2 separate regions of the Oryctolagus cuniculus genome follow, and region 2 is linked to region 1. The links are chromatin contacts, called in public Hi-C maps. All regions are on one chromosome and are shown on one strand. The core of a region is the stretch at or near the end of the contact, and the rest is flanking DNA. Distances in the headings are between cores, read along the strand shown.

The links. Hi-C and Micro-C count contacts between places; a contact is called where the count stands out from the background.
Region 2: a Hi-C map of an unstated tissue shows a contact between it and region 1, with 3 times the contacts expected there. The contact joins the promoter of LOC100353921 here to the promoter of PIKFYVE in region 1. A contact is called at or near these places in 3 of 6 Hi-C or Micro-C datasets (ear pinna, skin fibroblasts and an unstated tissue).

What each region holds. Positions count from the first base shown.
Region 1 is chr3:31,518,732-31,522,631 of mOryCun1.1, reverse strand. It overlaps PIKFYVE (phosphoinositide kinase, FYVE-type zinc finger containing), which reads left to right and starts at 1,353. Exons shown (of 42, transcript XM_070070286.1): 1 at 1,353-1,407.
Region 2 is chr3:31,677,494-31,681,750 of mOryCun1.1, reverse strand. LOC100353921 (gamma-crystallin F) reads right to left here and starts at 1,399. Exons shown (of 3, transcript XM_002712609.5): 1 at 1,276-1,399; 2 at 933-1,175. The coding sequence starts at 1,284.

The DNA of each region.
Region 1 (3,900 bases), core at 104-2,603:
CTGGTGGGCTATTTATAAGAGCTGCTGCTTTTTCTTTTCCTTCTCCCTCTCCTTCTCCTTTGAAAACAGAGGCTTGAACATGGGCATGGAGTGTGGAGGAGTGTCACTGGAAAAGCAGAGGTTGAAGCTATAGTGCAAGCTACCAGGCAGGTGGGAGGAGGACTGGGGGTCAGGAGGATTGAACCAGGGAAGAAGCAGCCCCTTTCTGCAAGAGATGAGGAAGGGAGGCCAGCCAGGGCAGAGGTAGATGCAGGTGAACATTGTGTGTGTGGTTGGGTCGTATGAGGTCACCCAAACAACCAAGGCTTCCTCACTTGGGTAGGAGATGAGACTCCGCTGAGAACCATAGTCAGGGTAATGGGGGTGGAGGGTGTTGGAACAGCAATAATAAGGAATGGGTGAGAAAGCTGACTGCAGACTCCTACAGTGCTTGCTCCACTGCCCACTTGGAGGTGGTGCCCTGGATTTGTACCACTATCAACAGGCTGGCTTTGGTGGTGCTGGCAGCTGAAAAGAGAAAACTCAAGGAAAACTGTGTAGGGCTTTGCTTACACTACTGATGAAGAGGATCTGCAGAACTGAACTGAAATAGCACCTCCTTCTAGATTTCTCTGCTTTGCACCCTCTCCTGCCAAGCCCCACGGTTGCTGTCAGCAGGTTGTGGCACGTTTTGTGCAGTTAAGTGAGCAGCGCTGTTAGGAAGACAAAAACGACAGATCCTGCTGGCTAGGCTGAGCAAGACGGGGCTTGGTAACCCTGTCTGCTTTACTATTTACATAGCAAAACCTGAAAAGGACGATGAATTATGGCGCTCATATCACTTACTCTGGGTCAGGCACTGTGCTCATTTCTTTACATGCACTGTTCCACTTCATCTAGAAATGGGTACTATTGCTAACCCCACTTTACACACCACACGTCAGAGGCCTAAAGAAACTAGCGGTTTGTTTGGGGCCATATGGCTAGGTTTTGGCGCAATCAAGCAAGTCGGCTAACAGCCCTCGCTCCGGACCACGCAAGTCAATGTCAGTCCACACGAACAAGGAGCGCAGTAACAATTGAGTGCCCACAGTATCAAACAATACGGTAACCGCGGTCCAGCCAGCACCCATCCGGTGCCCAAGGCCCCAGACGCCCATCCGCTGACCCCGCACGCGTGATGCTCACGCGCACTATCGTCCTGATTTTTTTTTTCCCTCCGGGAAGGCTGAGGCGGCCCGGAGCTCCACCAAGCGGGCAAGGACGACTCTATCTGGGCTCGACTCCTTCGGCCTGAGCATCTGATCCGAACGTTGTGCAGGCGGGGAGGAGAGGGCGGAGCCGGCTCCCGGGGAAAGATTGCGGATTGGAGGGGAGGAGGGTCGGAGGGCGGAACCTTGGGGGGAAGCGAGACACCGCAGCAACCCTGTAAGCAGCTTCGCTTCCTGCCGCAACCGCCGGCGGCCGGAGTAACCCAGCCGTGCGCTGTGGGGCGGGCTTCCTGCACCTGAGCCCGGTGAAGCGGTGGCTGGGGTGGAGGGAGGCCGGCGGGTCCGGGGCGGGAAGCGCAGGTAATGGAGGGGGCCCTGGATTACGACAGGCTAGGGCCGATAGTGGGATAAAGGCCGGTTTGGGGTTCTTTGGGGCCAGAGCAGGCGGGGGGTAAAGCTGAAGCGAAGGCGAGAGCTGGCGCTCCACAACCTGGCGCTGGAGGCCGGGTGGCGACCGAGGCTGGACTCGGAAGGGCCGAGAACCCGTTTCTAGAACTAGCTGGTTCTCCTGACTGGCTGTCCCTTGTCTAGGGAGTGGGCAAGGGAGCGGGCGGGGCTCTCGTGAGGAGATTCCCTCGGAAACATGTAAAGTTCCCTTGCTTCTCCGTTGTCCCTCCTGCCTGAACTTACTTGGGAGCTGGATCGTCCAATTCCTCTTCTCTCTGGGCGGATTGACTCTGGTGTGTGTCAGTGGAGAAGAAAGTTCGTGACCAACCCTGGGGTTTCAAATATGCATCTGTTTCCTTAAAAGCCTGTCTCTGGCACTTCAGGCGATTCCGTTTCACTTTGTATTTCGGTCTCTTTTGAGGAAGAGCCTCGTTTTCCCAGTTAGTGTTGTGCCTTTACCTCGGATGTTCCCGAGAGAACTGTAGTGGGTGCTTTTGGGAATTTGGGGTCTTCTGTCCAGTCGAGAGGTTGTCATTAAGAAATAGGAGAGATGCTAGCATTCCGTGAAGAGAAATTATTCCTGGGTAGCTGATACGCGTCTGTGCTGAATTAGCAAGTGTTGATTGAGTGCATTCCATGCTGTAAAATTAGTTCGATTTTTGAGCGGAGAGATAGCTGCATGGTGTATCGCACTGTCTCGGTTCTGATTACTTAATGGAATCTCATTTTCTGGCACTCGGAGGCTCCCACTGTAGGTGTTCTAACAAAAAATAAATCTTAGTTTCTTTCCCTGGAGTTGATGACAAAGATTGCACAGGGTAAGTGTCCTCTGAGAAGTAGGACTAATTTCCTGTGTCTTCCCCTTTTCTTTCTGGGAAAGAATATATGGATCTCGTGCTTTTACTTCAGTGTTTCTTTTGGCGCATTGGTCAAAATGGAACAAATATATCTTTGTCGATGGTAACTGACATTTCTGGTGTTCAGCCATCCTGCATTATACCTAGAAAAGACTGAATGATGCTTGGATTTACCATTTAAAATTTTGATATTGGCTGACAGGTTGGCTTTTTTTTTTTTTTTTTTTTTTTTTTACCTTTTTATACCAGATTAGCCTTCTGTGTGGCTTTATCAGCAAGGTGGTGTGTTGTAGGTCTGTGTATATTGGTAGCCTTGAAATGAAGAGAGGTGAAGTATGGGTGATATGTCCGAGGTCTTTGGAAAAGTGAGTTATTACTTCTAATATCCCGTGAGTCAGGAAAGAATCCTAGGTTAGGTTAGGTTAGGTTAGGTTTATACCAAACAGCCAAAGAACAAGGAGTTGGAAGATAGTTTTTCCAGGACTCTGGTGATAATTATTAAGATTAACTCTTCTATGTGATTGTATTTCTATTTCAGAGATTACACTTAGAGATTATTTGCTTGGTGATTTTTATCTTTGTATATTCAAAGCCAGGTAAAAGTTTTGTGTATAGCTGTCCTTTAGAAGTAATTCTAAGGCTCTAGGCAGATTGCTAACTCAGCTTTTGATGTTGCTTGTGTCAAAGTAGAAGGTAGGTTGTTTTCTGAGGCCTGAGGGTTGTTACTGCTGTCACATTATCTTTTCTTTTTTTTCAGGGCTTTCTCACTCTTTCTCTTTCGAGCTTTTTCTTGGTCAGTCACCAGTTTACTTCCCAGCCCTATGTATTGGAATGTATCCAGTCGTGACTTTAGAAGGATTGTTGACTACTCTCTGAAACAGAAGATGATATTAGAGACCTCTCTTCCCCTGCTGCTTCCCCCACTCCATTTCTTCCCCCTTCCTCTTTTCCTTTTCCCTTCCGCCTCCCTCCCTTCCAGTAGACATTTATTGCCAAAATTTTAAGTCAGTGATTTTATTTTTGCTTTAATTGATTAATTAGAGTATCAATTAGGTGAAGTCATGAGTAGTCAAAGAATTCTGATGGGCTGGACCTAGAAATCTGTACAGAGCTACAAAAGTAATTTTGCTATAAAAAAGAATTTTGGGATGAGACTTGGAGGTCTAGTTTTAACTTTTCTGGTGACTATCTCTGTGACTTCCCAAGGAAGGTATTTTAGGTTCAGTGTATCTTGGTTACCTCAAAGGGAAAATGTAGTAATGAGACCAGGTCTGTGTGCCTTCCAGGATTATTGTAAAAATAAAATGAGTTGGGAGATATGATTTTGAAGGTGATAAGGATTTTATAGGATGACAATATCCTCTTTGTAAAGTGCAGATTAGATTAGAAGCTATAGCATTTTTAAC
Region 2 (4,257 bases), core at 150-2,649, 160 kb before region 1:
CCCTTCCTCTGCTTTTCGTTCCCAGCAGGTACCCACTGTCTACATGGTTTTCTTCTTCCGCCATTAAGACTCGCCCTAGGAAGGATTCCAATAGGCGGCTCTGAGGCATACAGTGCTGCTAATAAGGCATCTTCCACCTGGTCAGCGCTCCAGGGCTCACAGAGGATGCTCGAGGTGCCGCCTAATCTGATCTTCATGACAGCCTGGCACATGAAGATCAATCATTATAAGCCTTTTCTTCTTTTGGGAACAAATGAAAGAAATCCAACTTTTCAGGTTCCTAATGCCAACCTGGATTCTGTCAAGCTATGACATGCTCTGAGGGGGTTTAAACCTCACAACAGTAGTACATCTCCCATGGGAGGCAGTCCTAACTGTGGAATTCCAGGCTGCTGGGGCTTCATTTGGATAACAGAGGGCTTAGCAGGAGCTACTGGAATCTCACTGCTGGTTGCTTGTTTTGCCTAAACAAAAGGCAGGGTTAGAGGTGTACATGATGACAGTTTGAGGGGGGCTTTAATACACCGGTGAATCTCCTTTGATGCTCACCGATATCTTACACATTAACCACACTTGTTAGCTCCATTTTACAAGTGACAAAGGAGGAAATAGCTCAGGGAACTGACCTAAGGCCTCCTGACAGCAAGGAGTTCATCAGCTGCTCATTCATCACCTTGGCATAAACACTCAGACCTAACCGAGACTACTTATTTTCTGGACAGGGGATTTGGTTTTAGCAAAATAAAATAAAGTGCCCAGTTAAAAGCATTGTGTCACACACATTTTCAGCAGCAGGAAACCTTAGAGACATCAACAAAAGAGAGTAGAGGGAGAGCCAGGACACAGCAGGCTGCGGTCCATCCTTGCCCAGAGTGTGAATGACACCTGCTGATGTGACTGCCGGGCAGAGGGGCCGGGAGGGATGGACTCACGTGGGGGATGAGGCGGCAGGAGCGGATCGAGTCGCTGAGGCCCATCCACTGCTGGTAGTCGGGGTACTCGCCCCGGCGCAGGAAGTACTGGCAGCCCGAGTAGTTGGGCTGCTCATAGAGCATCCAGCAGCCGCTGTCCACGCGCACCGAGTTGCAGCGGCTGAAGTAGGGCTGCAGGTTGGAGTGGTCGCTGCTGCACTCATAGTAGCGGCCCTGGAAGCCCCGGTCCTCGTAGAAGATGATCTGCAAGGCAAGGCGAGGCGACGGCTCAAGGGCCTGCGCAGACCCCCGGCCCCCTTGTGCCCGGTCCCCTCCCGGGGCCCTGGGCGCCCGGCGGGCTCACCTTCCCCATGGCTGGTTGACCCGGAGGATGCGAGTTCAGTGTGTGGGGCCGGCAGCGCGGCGGGTCTATATAGCAGGAGCGCTGCTGCGTTGGCAGGAACAACACAAAAGGCGCCCGCGGGAGCCTCTCTCTTTCCCTCTCGTTTTCTATATAATGACCGCGGGAGTGCGGATTTATTGTATGTTTTCTCTTAGACTCTCCAGAGCTTTCGAACTGATGACCTGGATAAACCTGTCACCTGATGCCTCTCGGGCCTTTCAATGAAGCCAATTGGGAAACTGGAACTGAGTGAAGAAGCTGAACGAGTTAATCATTGTCATGCAATGTTTAACTTACCTTTTAAATTTCAAAATGGTCTCTTTTCAGGCAGTAATGGAAAGTCAAGACCAAGTCTGAAGTCACAGTGGCTGGCATTTAGATTAGATATTGATGCAAAAAAGTGAACACAGGCGTGATCTTGGCTTCTCCATAGGGTGCTCAAAGGACAGTGGGATTTTCCTTTGCCTGGGAAGACCGCTCTGTGGTCCTGGCTGTCGGTGAAGATGGCGGATATGAGATAACTAACACTCCTCAGGATGGAAGAATGATGGGGAAGCCCTGCTCAGGCACCTGCTCTCAGCTCTGCTTCCTGGAGCCTGGGTAGACCAGGGACATCTGTCCCCACATGGCAGGCAATGAAACCCTCAATTCTGGGACTCCTGGGGTGACCCCTGGTAGTTATTACTGGTAATTTTCTGTTCAGTGGTTTTGCTAAGGTTAAGCTTAGGTGAGCTTCGCCTCTGACAAATGCAAAATGATTCATGGATCTAAGACTTTTAAACCCCACATTCTTGCAAGGACCATGCGTTTTGCTCCTTTGGGCTCCACCTTGGCTACTCTCTGGTTGATGTTCTGATTCTGGGGTTTAGAGTCTTCCTTTCCTCACATCGCCCAGTAGCTCTTGGTGATCCAGTCTCTCCTGAGCAGAGTTTGTCAACCTCAGCACAATTTTGACATTTTGGGCCCCAAACTTCTCTGATTCAGGGAGGGAGTTGTCCCCTGCATGATAGGATGTCTATCAGATACATGCAAGTGGCACCACTCTGCCATGTGACACCCAAAATGTCTCCAGACGTTGTCAGGTGTCCCCTGGGAAGCAAATTCTCCCTCTCTCTTGTCCTTGGGAATCATTGCTTTAGAAGAAGCTAATCCTCCTCTTATGTACCTTATCTCCTTCCTGAGTTTGGGTTCTTGCTACCTAAACCAACACTAAAAAATAGTTTTCCTTGAATGAATGTCATATGATCCATAAAAGTATAATAAGCACAGTCCATCTCTGTCTTTTAAAAACTACAAATTTTGTGGGAAATATGGAAATGATAAATTGGTAGAAAAGAGAAAGAATTTTAAACTGCAGTCCTATATAAAAACAAGAACTGTTGATGGTATTTTAAAATTCTTAATTTTCACCCTTTGATCTAATCCTTCCATCTCTATGAATTTGGCCAAGGAAATTCCTTAACAGTGCATACAAAAATTATGCACAGTGGCTTTTTGTCTGAACACTGTTTATGATATAGAAAATTAGATGCAAATGAAATGTCCAAAATAGGGCATTAATTAAATAAAGTATGGAATACCTGATTGGAGAGATGTTATGCAGCCATTAAAAGTCCTATTCTCATATAACTTATTTAAGGGTATGGAAAATGCTCACTATGCATTAAATTAACAAGACAGCAAGTATAATGTACCCTGAAAACTACAAAATGCTGCTGAAAGGAATTGAAGAAGATATAAATAAATGGAGACATATTTTGTGCCAATGGATTTGAAAATTTACTTCATTTTTTAAAAGTTTTTTTATTTATTTGCTCAAAAGACAGAGTTACAAAGAGGCAGAGGTAGAGGCAGAGAGAGAGAGAGAGAGAGAGAGAGAGAGGTCTTCCATCTGCTGGTTCACTCCCCAGATGGCCACAAGGGCCGGAGCTGCACCGATCTGAAACCAGGAGCCAGGAGCTTTTTCTGGGTCTCCCACACAGGTGCAGGGGCCCGAGCACTTGGGCCATCTTCTACTGCTTTCCCAGGCCACAGCAGAGAGATGGATCGGAAGTGGAGCAGGTTGAGACTCTAACCAGTGCTCATATGGGATGCTGGCACTGCTATGCCACAATGCCAGCCCCACTTACTTCATATTGTTAAGATGTCAGTATTACCCAATGCAACCTAAAGATGTAGTATAATCTCTATTAAAATCGTAATGGTTATTTTGTGATTAAAAAATGGAGAAACGCATCCTGAGATTCATATGGGATCTCACAGGACACGAAAGATCCAAAACAGTCTTGATAAAGAACAGACTTGGAGGACTCATGCCTCCTGATTTCAAAACCACAAAGCCATAGTGTACAAAACGGTGTGATGTTGGCATAATGACAGAGACAACAGACCAATGGAGTAGAACAGAGAGTCCAGAAAAAGAACCTTGAGTGTACTTTTAAAATAATTTATTTATTCAGAAGGCAGAGAAGGAAAGGCAGAGGGTGGAGGGAGAGAGAGAGAGAGAGAGAGAGGAGAGAGAGGGAGGAAGAGGGAGGGAGAGGGAGAGAGAGATCTCCTATCTGTTGTCTTACTCCCCAAGTACCTGCAACATTTTGGGCTGGGCCAAGCCGAAGTCAAGGACCAGGAACTGAATCAGGGTCTTCCACGTGGGTGGCAGGGAACCAGGTACTTGAGCCATTACCAGCTGCCTTCCTGAGTACACACTGCATGGAAGCTGGCAGCACTTGAACCCAGGTACTCTAATACAGGATGTAGGCATCTCAAGTGGCAGCCTACAACTGCACCAAATGCTTGCCCCAAACATATTGTTAGATGAGTTTCACAAGATTGCAAATATTAGTCAATGGATAAAAGAAAATGTATTCAGTAAATAGTGCTGGGAAAACTGGATCTCTACATGCAAAACAATCCAGTGGACCTTTACCTTACACCAGATACAAA